Regions from separate parts of the Sus scrofa genome. Here all the other regions are linked to region 1. Evidence: chromatin contacts called from public Hi-C and HiChIP or PLAC-seq data. All regions are on one chromosome and are shown on one strand. The core of a region is the stretch at or near the end of the contact, and the rest is flanking DNA. Distances in the headings are between cores, read along the strand shown. Region 1 overlaps LOC106509171 (a long non-coding RNA gene). Region 2 has its middle 330 kb from the start of NFIB. Region 3 overlaps NFIB (nuclear factor 1 B-type). Region 4 holds the start of NFIB (nuclear factor 1 B-type). Region 5 overlaps NFIB (nuclear factor 1 B-type).

Region 1 (3,083 bases), core at 297-2,796:
GACATTCCTACCCTTTATTTAGTTATTATCTCCACTGGAAATCTACTTAACTTTTAGAGAGGTAGGAAGCAAATTCTACCCCACCACAATTCTATTTACAATCTTAATCCTACACAGCCAAGGTAAAGAAAAGTAGTCATTACCTATACATATTGAGTTTACTCGCTGGGACACTACTGGAGCTTAAGGAAACAAATTGCCACAACAAAACCCCAAAACACACTCCACACTGCACTGATGGCTCTCCTTCGGATTGGAGGTCCCATGAGCTACCAGTTTAACACCCCAACTGCCAACACCCCACCTGAAAATAGGAAAGAATTGTGTTTTCACACCAGCATATAATTGGCAGATCCATACTTTGTTTTTGCTTGTTTCTTTCAGCAAAATCAGCCTGCCTTCTTTCCGACTTTCCCTGCCAATCATATCAGATTGTGTGAGCTTTATGGCTGTACAATAATTTCTGGGCAACCTTAAAGCCAGAGAGACAACAAAGACATACTGAAAAAAAAAAAAATCATGGCGAAAGTATGAGTGAATAATAGAAGACAGATTTGAGATAATTATTGGAGAGATGACAGAGTATTTCACCATGATTTGTTTTGCCAGGTTGTCGTTTCAAAGATAATGAAGAACTATTAAATTGATTTCTTTTCTTTTCTCTGGGAAATGAGTACACAGATATTAAAGAATAAATGAAATGAATACATGGATACTAATTATAAATACTAATTATGGTAAGTTTGAACAGCTAGCTACTTTATACAACACTAGAAATATTCGTTATGCAAATGCACACACTCTACCCAGCGGCTTTATAGATTACTGGCATTAGGTCCAGAATTATTGTGCAGAAACAGGATGGTGGCTCAACTTGGTTGGGGGTCATTTTATTGCCAATTTAACTAGTGTTAAATTCGTGGGTATTTAACTATCACTGAAACAATTTGGGGCTCAATTCACCAAAGTATCATTTTTACTAATATTTTAGTGAAAAGTGAAGGAGTGTTCCTCCTGACACTGTCCTCCAATGCTGGAAAGCACCACTGTTTTCTAGTCTACAGTAATGAAACTTGCATTAGCAAAAGTGGGCTGGTTGCCTACCAAGGAAAAAAACACAGTCTCCTTGAGAACTTGGTATCCTGCTGTATTTTATTGCAGTAAAACCATTTTCACATCCCTCTTCCCTGAAGGAGATATTTAAAAATTCCTAAATCATGAGCCAAATTAGTATAACCCATCCAGCATTTCGTGGAAGACATTCACCATAGGATTATTACATTGAACTACCAACTTTTTGTTTTAGGAAAGAAAAAAAAAACATTATTTCTCAACCAACACGAAACATGATCAACTTCAAATTCAGAAAGATTTACAAATGCCACAACACAGTTATCTACCAGCAAACATCATTTCTTTGTTTCATGGGACACTAAGGATGAATTATTCATGAGCCCCCATTTCAGATGCTTATTGTGTCTGGTGGCAAAGTCTCCGCCTGCTCAGCCCCGGGAAAACTCCAGCGCTTTGCTGCAGGCACCGTGCTCTGTGCCATCCAGGGACCAGCCTTGTGCTCTCGAGTTACTGGAGCAGTGCAGGCGGTTTCAGTGGCCTCAGCTGTGGAGACAGCTGTTTGCCCACAGTCTGTGATGGCAGAAATGTGTGGTAGGCTTCCCCCTAACAGCATGCCCCTCACCACATACACACACACATACACACACACACAACTCCCATGTCATGCATCATAAAACACACCACCACCACCGAAGGGATGCATAGAAGCCCCATGATTTGGGGACCAGAATGAGCAGTACCCCACAGTGTAGAATAGCTCTTTATCTTGTATGCAAAATTATTGGGTGATAGGCTGAACAGCCCCTGAATCCAAAGCTTTCTTGTAATTTATGTATCAAAAGGTCTGTGCATGTGTGAAATTCAAAATGATTTATTGTTTAGTTATTGCCTTATTTACTTACTTAATGGATTGATTGATGTGCCTGGATCCCAAGGCCAGCAGAGGCTTTTTTAAAAGATTATTTTAAAGGAAGTAAATTGCCATCAGTTGGCCAACCCCTCCTTGCTGGTGTGGATTCATAAGGAGTTCCTTTTGGCTCTGGCTCGCTACCTATCTGCGGCTATTCATTGACACAAAATACTGCACCTTGCACACAATGGGAAGTGGCAGGGATGATAAAATGGAATATTAGGGATGGAAGGGTAAAATATGGGGAGATAATGTGAATCAAACCCCAAAGTTTCAGCCAACATATGCATCTATAGTAGTCTATCCTTTGCACAGAGCTTGGGCCGGAAGCAATGAACAACTCCACAACGAGTGTTAAGATTTCTTCCCGTACCATTTCTCTGCAGAAGAGGGAAGTACAGACAAAAGTCTGCAATTTTGAATTCTTCTTGTAGATCTCTCATCATCTGTTTCTCTCATGGACACTGAACTTACTTTCATTTTGTCAGGACATACTACATCTGAATTGGTCAATGTCAAAATTAAGCTGACTGTAAACAATGAGAAGAGAGTTACAACAAAAGTTTCACAAACTTTTCCCTCACACTTGAATTCTGTTATTTTATTAGGGGGTCCTAATTTTGTAATTGGTCTTGGTGAATAAGGGTCAAATCAGGAGAAGGAGGAACCGGTTTATAGACGCGGGATGTTGCACTTGTGCAGAACCCTTATTCACTCAATGTTCTATGCATTCGACATTTACGTAAGATCTCTGGAACCTCATTTCCAACCGAACTCTAATTTGACATAATGCAGCGTAGAATGGCACCAGTCATCGGGCTTGCATCAGAAATGCATTTTATTTGGATTCAATTCAGACTCTTAACGAACTGGTTCCTGTAAATGCAGCAGATGGGAGCGAGGCAAATGGGAGCGTGTGTGCGGCCTCACACCCAGCATTCACGGCTGCCTCACTGTGCTAAAGCCTTTCCTGAGTTAGTTGGTTAGTTAGTTAGCTAATTAGTTAGGCACACTCCAACTGAAACTTTTCATTATAATTAACATATTTATCCTACCAATCCACCAAATTGAGGCAAAAGCTACGGTCCAGCCAAGGCAA
Region 2 (3,178 bases), core at 64-2,563, 540 kb before region 1:
TACCAAAACACGGGTGCAGGGCCTATGGGTGAGATGTAGTGATAAAGTGTAAATAAAGTAGAATGTCTTCATCTCCTAAGAGTTGGAGATGGGCTAGTGTGGAAGAAAAAGCACTGATCTTTGGGGTCTAATCAGGAGAACTGGGCTTGACCTTGACTTGGCTTTGCCTCTAGATGGATGACTTTTCCCACACCACTTGAGTTCTCTAGCACTTATCTCTAAATTAGGTGGTTTGACAAAAGAAGCTAGAAATTCTTCTTCAGCCTAAAAATAGAAATATTGCACTTTAAATAGGCCTTAAACCTGAGGTGTGAAACCAGCTAGCAAGGGAGCTCCAGAAGTGTTTGCGGAATTGAATTAAATTTTCAATTTTAATTTGAACAAAGTCTATGAATTCCGGACCCTCAGCCCACATGGAAAGCCCACCAGCTAACATCATAGCAGCAGCAACCACAACACAGCCTAGTGAATTGTCTGTGGTCTCTCATGAACTGTCTGAGGAGATATTTTATTTTGATCCATCTATTCCAGATTCTGATTCCATTGAATGATGAGTGAAGGGGAGATTCCAAGAGAAAAGCCCCCAGACAGCTAATGGTCACAGGGCATCTTGTATCACAAAGGTTTATAGAGAAAGAGTTCACAGTGGAACACCTAATGTGCTCTTTCCCAGTGATAATTCTGATGTCTTTGGGAAGGGAATTGTGAGAGGTTGGCATCCAGATCACTCTGGGTTGGCATTGAGTTTGGGCAGCAGAACACACTCTCAGTTCTGTGCAGCTGCCTTGGGAGTGACAGACACATTCCCGCTGTTCTGGACCTGGTTCAGAGAGGAAGGAAAGCGGTTAGAGTCAGTGATGGTGGTGGCTCAAGGAGCCAAGGAGGACAGAGGTGAGGGATTTGGGCCAAATGCAGTGCACTAAGCTGGAAATTCACTAGAACCTTGGGACTCACAGTGACTTAAAGAATCATGTGACCTCCCCTGACCACTTGCAAGAGCCATAGTCTGATTTCTGCATCTTAAAAAAAATAAAATAGCACCTACTAGAGGTTCAGTCTTAAGTGAATTTAATCATTTCTAGCTGTCAGCTGAAGGGCAAGAATTCTGGATTCGCAATTAGAATCAATGGATAGCAAGGTGTGTGTGCAAACCAGCAATGCTTTGATGGCAAATCCTTCCTTTTCAGATCTTTCTGAAAGACTGATTTACTTATAAATTCGAATTTCCTCTGGATTAGTGATCACTGCAGCAATTCAAATGCTAGTGGGGCAGGGGTGGGGTGTGTGTGGGTAGAATCAGTATCATGTTTTCCTTGAAAATGGGTGACGTCGGACACCTGGGCCTCTGTTCATCCTCGGACGCTGTACCAGAGCAAGCTGGACACAATGCCGTCCTCGTTCTGAATCAGAATCCATCTGTACTCTCCAGTGGGGCAGACAAAAGCGGATTGTTAGCACTTCAAGGCTCTTTGACAGAGTCATACCGCTTGACTCTTTATTAATTGCCCCATCTGCTACGTGAGCACTCTCTGACACACGTTGGTGCAGAACCCTTAAAGCCCTTCGTCTGCTTCCTATTGGTTCCACATGTGTTTGTATTTGTTCTCAGTAGGCAGAGATTCCAGAGAGAAAATGAACCGCTGCAGATCGATTGCAGTATCAGTCATGCAGAAGACATGGTGCAGTGTGCCATTTGATTTTGATCTGCTTTTAACCCTTGCCAGGCAGTTGCCCTGGCTTCTTGGTTTGGTTGGCTTCAGTTTTCTGTTTCAAGTTTCAGATGCTCAAAGTAAGAGAAAAGGCAGTGTGAGGCTGAATTTTAGGAAAGACAGCATTTCCCCTTTAAGTCATCGGGTCCTCAAAACGTTCCCTCTCTGCCTGGGATAGAGCTATAGAAAAGGCAAAGAGCATTAATTGTGTGTGTGTGAGAGTGTGTATTATTGCTGCCCAAAAAAGATATGCGTTGTTTATATAGCCAGTGATAACTCTCAACAAAAGTACACTGGCAGCACTGGCAGGTTCTGGGCTCATGATGATAAAAGACAGACCAACCCGACTTGATGGTTTACTTAGGCGACCATTCTCCTCTGTGTGATTTGTCTTTGTCCCTTCCTTTCTTATTTTGTTTTAAAGAGATCCAATGAGATTGAGTTAAGGATATGGTGTCTATTTCAGCCTCAGCTTCGCAATTTCCACATTTAGCCTGGATTGAGTTACAGGCATCACGATGCTGGGATATTTTTCTATGTTCGACTTGGAGGTAGAAGAGAGAAACAGGAAGGGTGTGGTTCTCCTTTCAAAGTTCCTTTATCCCGGGGTCTGGAGGCTGCATGGATGTGCGTATGTTTATATATACAAGGGAGGGGTGCGTGTGAAGGAGAGGGGAAAGGAAAAAAAGTACTGCACAGCAAACAAAGCTTTTGCCCCTTAATCATGCTTCTTATCATCTCATTAAAGATATTTGAGCTCTCTGCTATTTATTGAAACTTCAGGAACACAGAGGTGGAGACCCTGAGGGAGGGCTGAACCCTTGTCTCACTCCACAGTGGGAACCTAAGGTTTAGGGGAGCCTTAGTACAGCTTTTTTTTTGACCCCTGAAATCTCATTTTCTGTCCTGTTCCCCTCGTTAAGATTTTGAGCCCTGCTATGCTGATTAAAACAGGGACTGTCCCTCACCTGTCCTGTCTTCCCAAGAAGGGAAAACTGTATCTTTGGGACTCTTGCTGTTGGAGACAATAGAAAACATAGTCAAAACTGGCTTACATTAAAAAGGTACTTTATAAATTCATATAACTTGGGGGGTAGGGCTGGCTTTGCTCATGACTGACCTGGGAGACCCAAAAGTCCTCAGCAGCTGGTCCATTTCCACCTTTGACCCATTTTTGCTTTTCCAAAGTCTAATTTCCTTCTCAGACCTCCATATATTGTTATGACGGCTGCATGATAGGGCCTTCCAGTTTCATGTCCAGGTGGTGGAAAGAGAACCTGTCTTTCTTCTAGGAGCCTCAGAAAATGTCTTATGGGATCTGGCTTAGATTAATCCACATGCACAACTGGAAAGCAACCTTGTGGCTAGGGGAATGCAGTTCTCTGGCCAAGGCTGAAGCTCTCATGTCTGGGAGCTGGAGTAGAAGTCAGCCTGAAGTTCATTTGGGAGAAGGTTGTTTCTAAGAGAAA
Region 3 (3,024 bases), core at 47-2,546, 750 kb before region 1:
GGTCCCAGACACAGCTTGGATCCCAGCTTTGCTGTGGCTGTGGTGTAGGCTGGGAGCTGTAGCTCCGATTTGACTCCTAGCCTGGGAACCTCCATATGCTGTGGGTGTGGCCCTAAAAAGCAAAAAAAAAAAAAAAAAAAAAAAAGTAATTTTGGAATGAGGTCACAACATCTAGACATTTTGACTCTGAAAACTTGATATTAGGCATAAAGACTATATTTGCTCATTTTAAATGGTGGTCAGAGAGTACCAAGTTTTGCTTTTTACCCCTCCGTGTAACTTCAGTGAGAGAGATTCAGTCATACTGCAGTCCTGGGTTGCTTATGGGATGAGTAGTCAGTAGACCTTGAGAAATATCTAGCAGAAAACCATGGTTATGTTTATATGTAATCTTTCTCTTCTAATTCCGAGGGAGATTAGCATTTTTTTCCCATCTAGCTTCACCGCTGGCTACTATATTGAAAGCAACAGAAGCCACTTTGAAATTTTTTGTGAGTTTTGGAGATGGCATGAACAGTCTCATAGAAAATAAAAGGAAATGTGCCCAACCACTGAGCACACCCCTTTAATTGCTCTTACCAAGCCTTCAGACATTCCCCTGGGGGAAAATTATGCTCCCGGCCCCAGGTCCCAGGATTCATCCTGTTAACAGCAGCCATGAGGAGCAATTTATTTGCACAATTCCCCTCTGCTCCCCTTTGCACTGTGTGACTCCACAGTTGAGCAGTAAGAGACCCAAAATTGGTGATATATGCTAGTACACACAGATTATATTAGAAAATATGTTTGCACCAACTAACATGTAAGTAAAAACAATTGCCGACTGCAAACTGGGTGCAGCTCTGAGGTTTCCTGGGATATGCAAAAGAGCTGTGCTAATGCCTTCTTTAAATGCCTGTTGCCTTCGAATGTACCAAGGTCCCTTCTCAGTGTGCACTGTGGACTTCAGAGGTTCCTCTGAATGAAAACAAGAAATGAGCAAGTGGAACGCACGTTTGCTAACAAACATATGCAGCCCTTTCCAAAAGCAAAGCATACTGGACTCCAGGACACCTTTACTTTGTTTTCTCTCCCCAGCCCTTAACCACCCTGCAATGCTGCTTCACCACTTCCTTGAGGAAGCACCAACATGAGTAAATTAAGTTTCCGACAGTAAAGTTGGATCCTATTTAAGCAGATGAGGGTCTGGCGTACATTTGACTTTATCAGGCATTTAAAGTGGAGGATGTGCACTGTAGCCGGCTGTGACTTGCCAATTAGCTGGGCTTTCCCCACTGTTTCTGGTTTGGCAAGGAGGAGGTGGTTCACCCTGCCGCATGCTGCCTGCCAAGGACACATGGCCAGCTCCCGGCTTCCTGTCTTCCTCTTTGTGTCCTGGCCTTGCCTTCCAGGGAGCTGCCAAGACACCGTTGCCAAAAATCTTCCTTTGGAAAGGTCAAGCAACCTCAGGTCACCTATGCCAATATTTTTGTTTTCCTTTCAATCTTCCTGTGCTCAACTTGGAGAAAAATGTACAACTGAACATGCAGAGAGTGGAACCAGGGGTCACTCTGGATCACTTGGATAAAGCAACAGAACCCCAAGAATCCCTTGGCCAGTCAGGGTGTGCTGTTTCTAGTGGAGTTCTATTTAAAGCTCTGTGAAGTGTGATAGAGTTCAGAATGTTTCAATGTGAATTTGGATTCAGTTTGCTTTTGAGGATTGATGATACACGTGATTTTTTTGGCTGAAGCTAGCTCCTGGTGCATCCCATGGCAGGGAGAGAGTAGAAAAATGGAGCTTAGTCTTGGCTAAAGGCCTGCATTTTTGTTTATTTATTTATTTTTTTAGGACTCTATAGTTGCATGCTTTTTTTTTTTTTTTGCTTTTTTTGCTTTTTAGGGCCATACCCGAGGCGTATGGAGGTTCTCAGGCTAGGGGTCGAATTGGAGCTACAGCTTCTGGCCTACACCACAGCCATAGCAATGCAGGAAGTGTCTGCGACCTATACCACAGCTCATGGCAATGCCAGATCCTTAACTCCCTGAGCAAGACCAGGGATCAGACCCTGGGAAGTCTGTTGAAAGGGCCATTCTCAGAGTTCCCATTATGGAGCATCAGGAATGAACCTGACTCATATCCATGAGGTTGTGGGCTCAATCCCTGACCTCACTCAGTGGGTCAAGGATCCAGCATTGTCTTGAGCTGTGGTGTAAGTGGTAGACACAGCTTGGATCCTGCGTTGCTGTGGCTGTGGTGTATGCCAGCAGTTACAGCTCTGATTTGACCCCTAGCCTGGGAACTTACATGCGCTATGGGTGTGGCCATAAAAAGAAAAAGAAAAAAAAAAAAAAAAAAAAAAAAACAGAAAACGTGCACTCTCTTGGCCCTAGCACTGCTGTAAGAAACACAGCCACTGGGGCTGATGGCCAGAAATCTGAATATTTAATAAACATCTCAGATTATTCTGATGCTATCCCAAACTTGTGGACTGAAGGTGCCGCTGATTGTGAAATTGAAAATAAAGCAAGTAGCACTTATTGTCACCAAACACCAAATTATCCCACATATTTCCTTCCATTGATCTTTTGGGAGTCTTAGATCTTATTTTGAATCTTTAGATTGTATGCAAACCGACAACCACAATAAACATTTTCAGAAGATTGGAATAATAATAATACTAATAAAACTAATAGGAAACTTTATCCAAAAAAAGGTCCTTTATGGGAACCCTAAAGTTTAAGATTTTTAAGGTCTTTTCTCATGACATATCGGGCCACTGCAGGTTGTATATGGAACAGCTCTGTGATGTTTCTTAGAGGTGTACAGTGGGAAGGGGCTTAGAGATGCCTTTCATCCGAAAAAAGTTTTATGTCTCTCATTGTTCAAAATAGAAAGCAGTTTTCTTTTTTATTTTAAAAAGATTCCATCAGAGGAATATGGAGCTCTTATGGTGCCTAAAACTCAGCCACCTGCTAATTCTCATGGTTGTTGTCAGTTAATAGAGAAAACATGGTATGTTCTGCCTGGAGGTTCAGGGAAAGT
Region 4 (3,094 bases), core at 120-2,619, 870 kb before region 1:
GGAGAGACTGAGAGAGGAGAAAGTTGAGGGAAAAAAAATCGAGGTAAGGGAAGCGGGGAAAAGAGGAAAGAAGAATCAGAGGAGAGCCTCGAAACAGCCCCAGAACACAGCCGGAGGCGGGGGAGGCCCCGCCCCGGGGCTAGGTTGTCAGGTCCCATTCGCAGCCCCGGGCTAGGTAGACACGGAGCCCCTGGCACTCACTTTTCCTCTACCCATTGTCTGCCCAGCCTTTGCATCCACCTCTTCCCCACCCACCCCGAGCCGAAAACCGGAATGTGGGGGGTGGGGTGTGTATGTGAGTGAGCGAGTGAGTGTGTGTGTGTGTGCGCGCGTATGTATGCGCGCGCGCAGAAAGAGTGCAAGACAAACCGCCGGCCTCCAAACCTCCGAAATCAAGTTCATTCACACGGGGCCCGCCGCTCTGAGCGGGGTGGGGGCAGGGCCCCGCGCGGGAGCAAGGCGGGCACTGCCGCCTCTGCAGGGCTTGTAGCGGCACACGCACCCGGCTCGCGCGCGTGCGCGCGCCCGGCCGCCCCGCAGCCCCGGGTGCGCCGCGGCCCCGCCCTGCCTGCACCCTAGCTGGGCGGGAGCCGCTTTCCGCCGGCGCCCCGGGCCGCGGGGAGGTGGGGATTGGGAGAGAGCCAAAGGGGCTGCAGGAGGAGTGCTGAGCGGGTTGCAGGAGGAGGAGGAGGCGGGAGCTGGAGGCAGCGGTGGCGGCAGTTCGGACCAGTCCTCCCGCTCCGAGCGAGGCCACGTGCACCAGGCACCCCCCCAGGGAGGGCGGCAAACCACGGCGAGGCGCGCTGCTTCTGCGGAGCTGCTCGGGGGCGCGGGCCTGCGCTGGGGAGACCCCCGAGGGCCCCGCCCCCAACCATGCCGGCGCGCCCCAACTACTTGAGCCCAAGTTCACTCAGGCCCCCGCCTCCCCGACCTCCCCCTCCTCCCTTTAGCCAGCGGGCTTGGCATACCGCGCCCGCCCGGGGTGCGAGAGTCGGCGCCCCAGCCCGGGCCCCGGGGCGGCCAGGGTGTGAGGGAATTTTCCATTCGTTCCTTTCTCGGGCCCAGTCCGGCTCAGTGTTTCTTCCACTTGGAGGTTCCCGCGGCTTAAAGAGTGCGCAGCGAGCACCGAAATAGCTCTTCCAGGGCGGGTTTTCGGGGGTGTGTACGTATGGTGGTGGTGGGGTGCGGGACTTATTCGTCCAAAGGGCGAAAGAAAATCTATTAAAAGAGAAAAAAAAAAGTGGTTCTGTTGAACTGGAATGAGACCTTAAACGAGAGAGGGGGGGGGAGGGAGAGAGAGAGAGAGAGAGAGAGAGAGAGAGAGAGAGAGAGAAGCTAGTGGAGGAGGAGGAGGAAGGTGGGGGGCGGGGGGTGTGGAGAGGCTGGTGCAAAAGGAATGCGCGTTTGCAGGAGGAGGAGTAAAGCGATGATTGTGTAATTAAATAATAAAACAATCCTTAAGTCTGATTTGGAGAGAGCTCGAGCGGGGTCCAGAGGGTGGAACCGGTGAATTTTTCAACTTCCAAGTTTTGCAACGAAAGAAAGCGAGAGAGGGAGGGGAAAAAAGAGCCCAGAGCAGAAAAGAGAGGAGTTTGCAGCCGAACGGGAGAGCGGGATTTATCGTTTGGGATTTTTCAGGAGCGCGTTCCGATCCCCCTGGGCTCTGGGCAGCGGCAGCAGCAGCAGCCTCCTCGCTCAGCCGGGTCAGACGCGGGGCGAGGCGGGCGGGCCGGCGGGCGGGCGTGGAGGAGCCTGCGCGGGCGGCTGCAGCCGGGGACCGCGCGCCGCGAGCTTCTTCCGCTCGGGAGACCTGCGCTCGCGCCCCCTCCCTCACCCCGGCCTCTCCAGGCTCCCCCACCCCACCCCGCCCCCACCCAGGCCCTCTCCCGCGCGCGCCCCGCCACCCGCGCGCACTCGCTCACGCTCCCCCTCGCGCACACACATGGTCGGCTCGCGGCAAAGTTTCGCCTGCGATCACCACTCCGGGATCCTGCCGCAGTGCTCCGGGCTGTAACCTTGAACTTTCCCAGCGCGGTGACACATTCTCCTCGCTCTCCCTCCCGCCCTCTCTCCTGCGCCCCCCTCCCCGCCTTTTTTAAAAAAGCATTTCACCACCACCTACTACCCCAATCCAACCCACACCGAACCTTCGTGCACCCCCTAGCCCCCAACAACAACAACAACTGCAAAACAGAAAACAAATCCCCAAACCCGGGCGAAAAGCAGCCAACACCGGCGGCGGCGGCGGCGGCGGCCTCGGCGAGCACGGCCAGCGCGCTCGGACTGCAGGAGGGTTAAAAGTGTAGATTGGATTTCAACCCGGGAAATCTAGCACGCCGAGTGAACTTGAATCTTTGGCTATTTAAGGAGGACTGGGTTTGTTGTGAAGTTGCGGTGATCCAGCGCAGAGCCCGGTCCTGATTGATCGCATCGCGAGGCTCAGATGACTGTAAAATGAATAGATGAAATTCTTGCTTTTTGAAGATTTTCTTGGGCATCTCCGGGAAAGTGCGTTTTAAGGCGAAGTCATGATGTATTCTCCCATCTGTCTCACTCAGGTACATGTCTCGGTCGCTCTCTCGAGCTTTCTCTCTAGCCCGAAATGCCTTTGTTTTGTTTTGTTGCTATCGTCTGCGGACAATTAATGGCTCTAGTTGATCTCCGCACACCCCGGTCCCCCGCAGAAGAAACAGCCGGGAGTTGCGGTGGGGTTTGCAGGGCGGCGTGGGACTCAGCGCACGGTCCCTCGCCCACGGTCACCGCGCGTGCCCATCCCGGCGCCCTGGGCACTGAGAGCAGACGACTGCGAGCTGCCAGGGCGGTTGGGCCGGGTGAGGCCGCCGGGGGTGGGCAGGGCCCAGGCCGGCGAGCGCTCGCCCCCTGCGGCCCCCCGAGTGCCTGCTGCGCCCCTGCCCAGGGTGCCCGATGCCCTTCTCGGTCACTTGCGCGCCGAGACGGACTCTGGCTTTAGAGGAACTTTAGAGGGACACTGAGCTCTCAAAAACAACTGGTGAACTTGGGCGAGGGGACCAGCACTAGTTGTTGTGGGCGCCTCTGGACTCCCGCTGAAGGCAGTGGGCATTCGACGAAGAGA
Region 5 (2,710 bases), core at 87-2,586, 640 kb before region 1:
CCATAGCCAGAACATAGCTTGTACTATCAAGTATGAAAGAGCAATATAATTGAATGAAAAAGAAAGCCAAAGGACAATCCAAGAATAATATAAACATAAGTTATTTTAAAACGTTGGAGGGGAGTGCTTTATGCAAAAGAGAAACTGGATTTATTGTTTCATTCCCTCTTCTCCCCCTTCACCCCTTTCAAGAAAAGGCAAAGCCACAAGTGAGTGGCTGTATGTGTCTGATGGCTTCTATAAACATAGCAGCAGCCTTCAGATGGCTAAAATAAACATGTGCGTGTTACTGAAGGATATGTTTACACAAACCATTTGCTCAGCCTCTGAAATAATGAATAAATGAAGATTTTACTGAAATAATTGGAGAGATTTTTGTGTTTCTGCTGATGCCATAATTGAATGGCACCGAAGAGAGTTTTATCAGCTATTTTCCATGTTACATGTGTTAGCAGTTCCTTTCTATGAGTTGAATACTTCATTCTGTAGTTACTTTACACATGTTTTTGTAAGAAATTGTCGTTTATTACTGCAATTCTAGAGAGTTGCTTGATTTCCCAGGAGAAATTTAGCAGCCAATAAAGATTATTTGAATCTGGTTGGTCAGGAGAGGGAGGGCAAAATGGGAAGGAATAATGCCATTCATTTCCTACACTAACCCTATTTGCATAACACTGTCTTCATCTAGGTACCATTTTCATTGCTTTGTCCATAAATTTTTCGTTGTAAAATATGTCCTCCGTGACTTAAGAATGAATATTTAAAGTAATTTTCAATATTGGGTTGCAAACTATATATTTGTATATAAATATTTGTATGTGGGTATGTGTGTATGCACACGTGGTATATCATGTACCTATATATACACATACATATGCATATGTGTAAGCATATATATGTGTGTGTACATGAGGCATGCATGTACATATATATATATAGGTCACTTGTATGAGAAGGGTGGTATGTGTCCTGGCTTTAAGCAATGTTAAGAGTTAACTTGTATTTCAACATTATACTTAGACCATCCCCACAAATTCACTAGGTTAGCATTTCCTGCTTTCAGTTTGTTATCTTGACACATAACTACAGTACAACAGCTGGGTTGTTCCTGGAGTTCCTGGGGGGAGCTTTATTCTCAGAGTGCTGAATTTCCTTTTCAGCTGTCAGCTCTAAAGTGTGTTCAAAATGTTTAACTTTTTACACACCATTCTGGGCCCCTAGCACCGCTCTGGGACTCTGATAGAAATGCTGATAATGTGGATGAATGGAAGAATCCAGTTCAAGGAGGGGAATTGCCAAAGCCAAAATTGCACACATGACCATTGTTTGGTAACCAGAGCCGCTAACTACGGTTGCTCTTTGTACTTGGATATTCTATTTAAAAGAATTACTACTCTAGTCTCATCAAAATTATTTGCACCTGTTGTGAAATCAAAAATTAAAATGTGATCGTTCTTAAAAATTATCTTCCTTAAAAACGGCGTTCACACACAAAGTGTCTGAATCTGGCTGTTGAAAAATACATTGGGATTTGTTGCAGTTTTGCCTAACTTTCTCCGTTTGTACAGAAAGATTTGCAAAACACAACATTTCCTCTTTATCTAGGAAACTCTTCAGAACACTTCCTAAGAAATTAATTGTATTCCAGCCAGACTTGCATGCTGCCATCCCACAGGAAATGGGTCAGCAATCCATTAAGATGCCATTAGATAATCTAATTTGGAACTTAATCTCTAAATTAACCATGCTCCATACTTGAAGCATACTTGAGAGAAAGAAAAAAAGTTTACGTTTGAATCGATAGGGGAGCCGAAGCGTGAAGAAGGCTGTTTGTTTTTTCTGTAGCTGTGGTCACGTCTCAAGCCGTCTGGTAACCAGGAGAAACCAGACATGATGTAATTCCAGATTGAACTTGAACTTCAGGGACTTAGGATAGGGGAACAATGGACCATAGGAATCAATAATGTCCATTTTCCACATGATTATGTTTGGAGCTTTAAGTTAACCTTTATGGAAGAAGCAGCAGGGTCGGCAGTATGACCAAAATGGGAAGACCCAGATTCAAGATGTTAGAGGAAAGAAAACAACTTTTTCTGAGATATTTTCTGAGCTGCACTGCAGATTCCAGCAGGATTAGAAAAGTTCCCGCTCTGCAGTAAACCGGTGGCCTGTTCAGAGCACTCTTTGTTCGCTTAGGTAGGACAAACTTAATCTTATGTTTCCTGTTAGATGATTTTTGGCTGCACTGCGGGAGAGGGAGGAGCGCGATGCAGAAAATTCCCAAATGTAAACCTGGCTGATTAACCCTTTGCAATGAAAGAAGTGTAGTAGACACCTAACTCTATTTGAAGATGTCTTATGGAAAGTGCCATGTTTACATATGTTTTATGCCCCTGAGAAATCAGCTCTGTCAGCGGCTGGCGCACCCTTTAATATCTTACTTTGGGGATTCTCCTGTTTGCTAGTGCTGTTGGTAGGTATATAGTGAATTTTTAGTCGTATTTATTTCTTAGATAGCAAAGCATATGAATGAATAAACATGGATTATAAACATAATAACAAATTACAAAAGGGAGTAAAAAAACACCAAAACCTGACTAAAGTTCGAGAAATTGAAGAACATAAATTTTGAATATTCAGAAATTGCAAAAAGTTACAATTACTCTCTCCTTTGTTAATTTTTGTTTTATGAGAAGGAAGGTTTTTTGTT

What was found. Hi-C and Micro-C count contacts between places; a contact is called where the count stands out from the background. HiChIP or PLAC-seq counts read pairs in DNA pulled down with a chosen protein or histone mark.
Region 2: an H3K27ac HiChIP or PLAC-seq map of skeletal muscle shows a contact between it and region 1, with 7 times the contacts expected there. The contact joins two enhancer-like sites. A contact is called at or near these places in 3 of 47 Hi-C or Micro-C datasets (epiblast stem cells and skeletal muscle) and 1 of 2 datasets of contacts at active chromatin or transcription factors (skeletal muscle).
Region 3: a contact with region 1 is called in an H3K27ac HiChIP or PLAC-seq map of skeletal muscle, with 18 times the contacts expected there. The contact joins two enhancer-like sites. A contact is called at or near these places in 3 of 47 Hi-C or Micro-C datasets (omental adipose tissue, retroperitoneal adipose tissue and skeletal muscle) and 1 of 2 datasets of contacts at active chromatin or transcription factors (skeletal muscle).
Region 4: an H3K27ac HiChIP or PLAC-seq map of skeletal muscle shows a contact between it and region 1. The contact joins the promoter of NFIB here to the enhancer-like site in region 1. A contact is called at or near these places in 2 of 5 promoter capture datasets (fetal liver and fetal skeletal muscle), 5 of 47 Hi-C or Micro-C datasets (brain, embryonic fibroblasts, fetal heart ventricle and 2 more) and 1 of 2 datasets of contacts at active chromatin or transcription factors (skeletal muscle).
Region 5: a Hi-C map of fetal skeletal muscle shows a contact between it and region 1, with 1.8 times the contacts expected there. The contact joins two enhancer-like sites. A contact is called at or near these places in 5 of 47 Hi-C or Micro-C datasets (embryonic fibroblasts, fetal heart ventricle, fetal skeletal muscle and 1 more) and 1 of 2 datasets of contacts at active chromatin or transcription factors (skeletal muscle).

What each region holds. Positions count from the first base shown.
Region 1 is chr1:209,055,520-209,058,602 of Sscrofa11.1, forward strand. The region is part of intron 2 of LOC106509171 (a long non-coding RNA gene); the gene reads left to right. Among named protein-coding and RNA genes, the nearest start is that of MPDZ, 120 kb to the right of the region's middle. Within about 2 kb of position 1,547, at least 13 of the 83 cell types and tissues checked have an H3K27ac peak or open chromatin away from gene starts, as enhancers often do. A contact at or near this core is called in fetal skeletal muscle and skeletal muscle, where this site is marked.
Region 2 is chr1:208,514,433-208,517,610 of Sscrofa11.1, forward strand. No RefSeq gene overlaps it. Among named protein-coding and RNA genes, the nearest start is that of NFIB, 330 kb to the left of the region's middle. Within about 2 kb of position 1,314, at least 10 of the 83 cell types and tissues checked have an H3K27ac peak or open chromatin away from gene starts, as enhancers often do. A contact at or near this core is called in skeletal muscle, where this site is marked.
Region 3 is chr1:208,300,970-208,303,993 of Sscrofa11.1, forward strand. All of the region lies in intron 2 of NFIB (nuclear factor 1 B-type), which reads left to right. Among named protein-coding and RNA genes, the nearest start is that of NFIB, 120 kb to the left of the region's middle. Within about 2 kb of position 1,297, at least 17 of the 83 cell types and tissues checked have an H3K27ac peak or open chromatin away from gene starts, as enhancers often do. A contact at or near this core is called in skeletal muscle, where this site is marked.
Region 4 is chr1:208,181,028-208,184,121 of Sscrofa11.1, forward strand. NFIB (nuclear factor 1 B-type) reads left to right here and starts at 1,370. Exons shown (of 12, transcript XM_021063648.1): 1 at 1,370-2,558. The coding sequence starts at 2,529. LOC100514506 (a long non-coding RNA gene) reads right to left here and starts at 502. Exons shown (of 4, transcript XR_002335940.1): 1 at 1-502.
Region 5 is chr1:208,410,760-208,413,469 of Sscrofa11.1, forward strand. All of the region lies in intron 11 of NFIB (nuclear factor 1 B-type), which reads left to right. Among named protein-coding and RNA genes, the nearest start is that of NFIB, 230 kb to the left of the region's middle. Within about 2 kb of position 1,337, at least 22 of the 83 cell types and tissues checked have an H3K27ac peak or open chromatin away from gene starts, as enhancers often do. A contact at or near this core is called in fetal skeletal muscle, where this site is marked.